Regions from separate parts of the Mus musculus genome. Here region 1 is linked to region 2. The links are chromatin contacts, called in public promoter capture Hi-C maps. All regions are on one chromosome and are shown on one strand. The core of a region is the stretch at or near the end of the contact, and the rest is flanking DNA. Distances in the headings are between cores, read along the strand shown.

Region 1 (3,834 bases), core at 714-3,213, 57 kb before region 2:
TTACAAGAAAGTTGAGCTGATACTATGAAAATCGCAGCATCAGATCCTTTGACTAATGGAAAACAATTCCACGTAAACACTGTACAGGTAGGGATGGGGGCACCTAAGAGGAGTCCCAAAGGCAGGGTCAGAAGGGAAGGGCAGCATAGATCATGGAGGGCCTCCTACATCTTGTCACACCTTGCTGAGTTCCTCCAGAGACTAGACAGAGGATTTGGAAACCAAGCTATCCCAGGTTATAGTCAGGGCTTGATAGATTAGATGGCTTTAAAGCTGCCTTAGCACTCATGGATTCACCTGTCACAATAAAACACAAAGCCAAGATAAGCTTGTCAACTGAAAGCAAGTGACAACCTGCTGTGGGCAATACAGAACTGGAAATGACAACCTACTGTGGGCAATACAGATCTGGAAATGACTGACAACCTACTGTGGGCAATATAGAACAGGCGCTGAGGTGACCACAAGCCAAGATGAAGCCATTCAACTAAGAATTCTAGTGCTACACACACTTACCTTTTATTTCTACAGTTATTTTTAGATTTTTTTTTAATCAGTAAATTTGACCACCCACTCAAAAAACAACCAGAAGGTTTATTATTTTAAAGAACTAAGCATAGGGTGATACATTCTTATAATCTCAATGCTCCAGACTCTACAATTGAGGGTGAGTTCAAGGCCAACCTGACCTCAACAGAGATTGATCACTTTAGATACAAATAAAAACAAGATAACTTCTTAACCATCGACACTTTTTTTATATAGTGTTGTAAAATTTACCAGAGCATAAATTTTACCATTTTAGCCTGGTGTGATGGCATGGACCTGGGTGTGGTCTCAGTGTTCAGGAGTCTAAGGCAGGAGAATCACTGCAAGTTCAAACAGCCAGGTCCACATAGCAAAACCTCATCTAAAGGATGAAAGCCACTTTGCCGTGTTTAACCCAGTGGCATTAGATACACGCACTGTGCTGTGTATGACCGCTAATGTTATCAATGTTTTCAGAAGCTTTCCAACTTCTCAAACAGAAACTCTGTACCTGTGATACAATAGCCTCCCCTCCCCCCTCCTCCCAACCTCTCTTATCCACTCCCTGAGTATATTAATTTGCCCATTCGAGATACCCCATATGAGTGGAATCTTGTATCTTGCTCTTTCACCTGGCATAGAGTTTTCACGCTTCCTCTACCTTGTAGTGCATGTCAGAATTCCATCCTTTCTTAAGGATGGACGCCATATACCATGTTTCGTTCAATTACTTGTTGATGGACACAAAAGGTTGAACTGATGAGAGACCTGGTTCTCCAAGGAAAACTCTCCTAAACCATCTCAGAGCACGCAACCTAGCTTCTTATTTCTAGTCTGTAAATGTAATTATTTCAATGGTCTTAGAAACCTATGAAATACCAAGCACAGCTTTGTATGTAGTGAGCTCGCAGGGCTGAGAAGGTCGGACAGTAGCGAGAAAATACAAGAGCTAGGGAGATGACTCAAGGCGGAAGCATTCCCTGCACAAGCGTGACCTGAGTTCGAATCCCCACATCTATATAAAGCTGGGTGTGGTGGTGTGCATCTGTGATCCTGGTGCTCGGGTGACAAGATGGGAGGTGGGGGGCAGAAGAATCACAAGTTTGACTGCCAGATTGCTTAGCAATACAAAGGCAAACAATAAAGAATGTATCTCAAGGTGGGGAGCGAGAACCAACATCCAAGATTGTCCTTTGACCTACATAATAATGTGCGCATGCGTCTGTGAGCATGTGCACATACATCATATACATACAGAAAAAAAGAAGAAAATTATGGATTTCTGAGTACAAGGAAAAGCAGCAGCCCTCTTGATCTCAGGCTCCAGCAAACAAACTCAACCCCATTCTGTTTTTTTGGGTTTTTTTTGTTTTTTTTTCCCCAAGTCCAAAACTCTGAGCAGCCTTTGCCCAGGCAGGGAACGCCCACCTACCGATTATTGGGGCTTAAGCTTTGCTCACAACAGGCAGCTTCAGTTAACATCCCGGGGCTGACATGGAGCTGCTGGGTCTCCCTACGCTTGCTCTCCTGGTTTTGGTGATGTCCCTCAGCCTCCTTTCAGTGTGGACAAAAATGCGCACTGGGGGGAGACTGCCCCCTGGCCCCACTCCACTTCCCATTATTGGGAATATACTGCAATTGGACCTCAAAGACATCCCTGCATCGCTTTCCAAGGTAAGGGGCTCTCGTCCTCGGGGGGGGGGGGGGGGGGGGGGTTGCTTCCAGGTTAGGTAGGCACTCATCTCTTGGTCCTGCTCAGACCACATGGGGTACTGGCTATCCCACTGCCTGCTTAGATCTGTTTATATTGTAGGCTCTTTGGGGTGCCCTTTTTGGTATTGCAGAAATGTAAATAATTCTTATCCTTCGAGAGCCGGATCACTTCAGAGCAAATAGTGAGAGGCCTCGGCCTACTCGGAGATGTTAGTTTGGCTCCTAAATAAGAAGTTTCTGGGATCAGAACGTTTGTAGGGTTTTTGGGTTTTTTTGTTTTGTTTTGTTTTGTTTTGTTTTGGTTTGGTTTGGTTTGGTTTGGTTTGGTTTGGTTTGGTTTGGTTTGGTTTGGTTTTTTTTGGGGGGGGTGGTTTTTTTGTTTGTTTTTTGTTTTGTTCTTTTGTTTGTCTTTTGTTTTTTTCGAGACAGAGTTTCTCTTTATAGCCCTGGCTGTCCTGGAACTCACTCTGTAGACCAGGCTGGCCTTGAACTGTAGAAATCTGCCTGCTTCTGCCTCCAAAGTGCCGGGATTAAAAGCGTGCACCACCACTGCCTGGCCAGAAAGTATTTTAAATGAAAGGCTGGTTCCATTAATATATATCACCAAAAAGCAAGCTCCACAAACGTAAAAGTATACATTAGTGTTTTATACTAAATTATCTGTGGGAAACTGTGATTCTCCTTCTAAGGAGGACCTCTCCCCTCCCTACACTCTCCTGTAACAGCACAGCTCGGCTGCTCCTGCTATAGTGGGAGTGGTAATATCTCTGTAAGTTCACTGTGTGAAAACACAGTCTTCAAGATGGAGAAACTGTATAAAAATTTCTCTGATTATAAATCTTTGAACTAAATAATTTATTAGATGAACAAATTAGTCCATATTTTCTGACAAGATGTCTCTCTGATCCTGAGACTATTAAAGCAAACAGCAGACAATCCCCTCCTTGACAAGCATATTTTGCCGGGCGTGGTGGTGCACGCCTTTAGTCCCAGCACTCGGGTGGCAGAGGCAGGTGGATTTCTGAGTTCGAGGCCAGCCTGGTCTACAGAGTGAGTTCCAGGACAGCCAGGGCTACCAGAGAAACCCTGTCTTGAAAACAAACAAAAAACAAACAAAAAAACAAAAAAAAAAAACAAAAAAAAAAAACCAAAACAAGAAAGCATATTTTAATAAGGACGACTCAGACAGAATGCTGTTGCATGTTCGCTATAGCAAACAAGAATGCAGAGATTGAAAGAAGCAAACCTTTAATACACTTTTTTTTTCCCGAGACAAGGGTTTCTCTGTATAGCCCTGGCTGTCCTGGAACTCACTCTGTAGACCAGGCTGGCCTTGAACTCAGAAATCCGCCTGCCTCTGCCTCCGGAGTGCTGGGATTAAAGGCGTGCGCCACCACTCGCGGCTACACTTTACTTTTAAAACTCTATTTTATTACACTTATTTAGTCTGTGAATGTATGTGTATGTATGTGCTTGAGAGTGCATGCCATAGACACACGTGGCAGCGAGTAGGCGTTGATACTCTCTTTCCGCCAAGGGTCTAACACAGGTCATCAAACTTGGTGGCAGGTCCCTTTTCCTGCTGAGTGATCG
Region 2 (3,684 bases), core at 1,107-3,606:
TTGTGATTTCAGAATAATTGTGAGGGTGATGGTGTTGGTCTCGCTCTATGGGCACGCTAAAACTCATTGAATTGTCTTCTTTAAGCAAGCAATTCTGTGCCGCTCTCTTTACAAATCTAGGGGTTGCTCCCGCTAGAGCTTCTCACGGGAGCCCCCAGAACTTTGAATCCCCGCCCCCCGCAAACTGGGACACTGGAAGCCGGAAGGTGACAATAATGCCTCACCATTTCATAGAAAAGCTAGTGTGTTGGTTTGGATGAGAAATCTCCCCCGTAGGCTTGTGTCTGTGAGCACTTGGTCTCTCCGTTGATGGTGGGGGAGGCTATGGAGCCTTCTTTAGGAGCTTGCTAGAGGAAGTGCATTGCTGTGGGTGTGCCTTGAGCATGTACAGCCTCATTCTATTTTCTGTTCTCCCTCACTGCTTCCTGTGTGTATTAAATGTGATCAGCTAGCCTCCTGCATCTGTTACCATGCCCTGCCTTCTGGGCCATTATAAACTCACTCTTTCCTCTGTCCATTTGTCTGTCCTTCCCTCCCTCCCACTTCGGAACCATTTTTTCTTAAGCTGATTTTGGTACTGCTATTTTATCACAGAAATAGAAAAGTAACTAGTGTAACTAGTATTTTTTAAAAGTTACACCATGCTCTTGAAATACAGGACTCTGTTTTAAACACTCATTTCTCCTTTTTCTGTTTCTCCTAGGGCCCAAACATGTCTGGGTATCTGGTTGGTAGGAACAATGCAAATGGGGTGGACCTGAACCGCAACTTCCCGGATCTCAACACCTACTTCTACTACAACTCCAAGAACGGTGGCCCTAACCACCACCTGCCCCTCCCCGACAACTGGAAAAGTCAGGTAGGAAGTGAAAACGGTAACAGAAGCTGATAAATCGTTATCTGGAGCTGCTAAGCATTCTTCATATCAACAGAACCGTCAAGAATTAAGCACGCACCACTCCTTGTTAATTTACCTAGAGGAAGTAATGGCTTCTCTGCATTCTGTCTCCGCAGCATAGAGCCACCACCCTCAACTCCAGCAGCAAGTCCTCAATGACCATTAAGTTGGTAGCCATGGTGGCAAAGGAGGAGAGAGCAGATAATTGGCGATTTCACAAAGCTCTTTCCACACCTGTAGTACTGGGCTGTGAATGTGGCAAGCAACAGAAGCCAACATTAGCCCTGTTTGACAGTTACTACATTCACAGGTCAAATTAGACTCATATATCTAAGATTTAAACCCAGACATGGACTGGGAGATGGCTCACTTGGGAAAGTCCTTATTCTATAAGCACGGGGACCTGAGCTTGAACCCTAGGACCAGTGCCAAAAAGCTAGGTGCAGGGCCAGCAAGCTGGCCCGGGGGATAAAGGTGCTTGCTGCTAAGCCTGAAGACCTGAGTTCGATTCCCAGAATCCACATGGTGGAAGAAGAGAACTGACTCCTGCAAGTTGTCCTCTGATCTTCATAGCAGGTTGTTGTTGTTGTTGGTGGTGGTGGTGTGTGTGTGTGAATACGCACACGCCAGCTTGTACACACTCATGTGCATGAACACACACAGACCTTCTGACTCATATTTCAAAATTGTTTCTGCTGATACTAGATCAGTGGTTCTCAACCTTCTTAATATTGTGGCCCTTTAATACAGTTCCTCGTGGTGACCTCCAACCGTAAACTCATTTTCATTGCTACTTCATAACTCTAATGTATTGCTGTTAGGAATCATAATGTAAATATTTGTGTGTTTTGGTGCTCTTAGGTGACCATTGTGAAAGGGCTGTTCAGCCATGAAGGTATTGAGACCCACAGGTTGAGAACCACTATGGTAGACTGCTAGCAGAAAGCTCCAGTATTTTATAGATATGTTTTGTCCTACTAGTGATGAGCTGGATATTCAACAATATTCGCTACCCACTGAGGTTCCAGGTGTCTGAGTCCTGGCTTCTCCTCTTTTCTTCCATGTGACCCTTTGCGTTTTAAAAAAAAGCTTGCCTTGAGTCCTGTGCTGTGGGAGGCAGCATTTGGGAAGCCCTGGGTAATCTGAGTGATTCCATCCTGCTGTGGACCTGCTGCGGGGAGGGAGTAACTACCGCCATCTTCAGAACACCCCTGGCAGCCCTGGCTTTTCTCCTGTGGGATGGTTTGAGATCCTCGTGGATATCTAAGAGTAGAGGCTGGGACGAGGAACACAAAGCAGGGGAAAGCCTTTCTGTGGGACATTCTTATGTGGGTAGGTTCAGTATTGTCCCCTTGAAAATGACAGGGCTGAAGAGATGGCTCAGTGCTTTATAGACTGCCTACCATTCTTATAGAGACCCCACACTGGACAGCTCACAATTGCCAGTAACTCCAGTTCCTGGAATATCTGATGCCCCGCCTCTTTGTGAACACATCCCCATGCAGACAGCACATACCCACACACAAATACAGATAAAACAAAATCTTTTTTAGAAAATGACGTAAAAATCATGTTGGCATGTTGGATGTCTGGTTATCGCTGACCTTTGAGCTCAGTTAAGTAAGCTAATAACAAAACAAAACCAAGATCATGGGCCTACTCGGTGTATCTAGCCAGAATAATGTCCTGACTTGTTTTTCATTTCGTGAGGCACAAGGTGTCATGGCGCCTAGGCCGGCCTCAAACTCACTTGCCGGGGGTGGTCTTGAACTCTTACTCCAGCGTGCTGAGATTACAGTCATGAGCCATGCTCTGAATTTTTAAAAGATTCATTCTATTTGTGTTTTTTTATGGGGGGAAGGTGGCGCTTAGTGTGTCTGTGTGGGGTGTGTAGACATTAGTTGCGGGTGCTCTCAGTTCAGAAGAGGGCGTCAGATCCCCTGGAGCTGGAGTTACGGTGGTTTTGAGTCACCTGACACGGGGGGCTGAGAACCAAACTTGGGTCCTGTGTGTGCTCTTGACTGCTGAGTCGTCTCTCCAGCTCCATGGTTTGAGTGTTAAACTTGTTTCCCTGTGTAAAGCACAATACTGAGCCTCCCACTCAATCCTCTGCCTAACCCGGAAGAGGAAAGAAATGACGATGAAAACTCCGTCAGGGAAAGGAATGGTGAGCAGAAGCTGGCCTTTTGGGATGTGGAGAAAAGGGCTTGTTTCAGAGGGCCTGAGCTCATGGTCCTACAGCCACGTGCCATGAGATGACAGTTTCGCCAACATACATTCCGTGTGCAGCACTGATTTTCTCCTCATGCAGCCTGCTCAGTTTGTGTAAGTTCGCCCTCCGACTCTGCACTACAACAGAATTGCCAGACATTTCTCAGAACCAGCCCATTCACACCCGATGTGTCTATTCTGGTTGTGTGAGCCCCAACTGTCTTCAGAAAGCCCCCTTTGGGATGGAAAGACAGGACCTTTAGAACTGACCCTTGGTCCAGGAAGAGCCATTAATTAGCTCATGGACCACAGTGAGATCACCAAACAGGACCCCGTGGGAGGTGGAAAGCCCTGGAAACTGGATTATTTGTGCTCAAGTCCAGGGGGTTCAAAGTTTCCTTTACAAAACTGCCACTCAAATCCCAGCAACCACATGGTGGCTCACAACCATCTGTAACAAGATCTGACGCCCTCTTCTGGAGTGTCTGAAGACAGCTACAGCATACTTACATATGATAAATAAATAAATCTTTAAAAGGGGCTGGAGAGATGGCTCAGCGGTTAAGAGCACTGAT

The links. Promoter capture Hi-C pulls out the DNA fragments that hold promoters and counts their contacts.
Region 1: a promoter capture Hi-C map of liver shows a contact between it and region 2. The contact joins the promoter of Cyp2c23 here to the enhancer-like site in region 2. A contact is called at or near these places in 5 of 39 promoter capture datasets (the 3T3-L1 cell line, 3T3-L1-derived adipocytes and liver), 8 of 484 Hi-C or Micro-C datasets (cortical neurons, embryonic stem cells, liver and 1 more), 3 of 115 datasets of contacts at active chromatin or transcription factors (bone marrow-derived macrophages, embryonic fibroblasts and embryonic stem cells) and 3 of 9 other capture datasets (adipose tissue, embryonic stem cells and liver).

The regions. Positions count from the first base shown.
Region 1 is chr19:44,027,376-44,031,209 of GRCm38.p6, reverse strand. Cyp2c23 (cytochrome P450, family 2, subfamily c, polypeptide 23) reads left to right here and starts at 1,963. Exons shown (of 9, transcript NM_001001446.3): 1 at 1,963-2,202. The coding sequence starts at 2,023.
Region 2 is chr19:43,971,108-43,974,791 of GRCm38.p6, reverse strand. It overlaps Cpn1 (carboxypeptidase N, polypeptide 1), which reads left to right. Exons shown (of 9, transcript NM_030703.2): 3 at 704-859. Among named protein-coding and RNA genes, the nearest start is that of Cpn1, 14 kb to the left of the region's middle. Within about 2 kb of position 2,356, at least 3 of the 459 cell types and tissues checked have an H3K27ac peak or open chromatin away from gene starts, as enhancers often do. A contact at or near this core is called in liver, where this site is marked.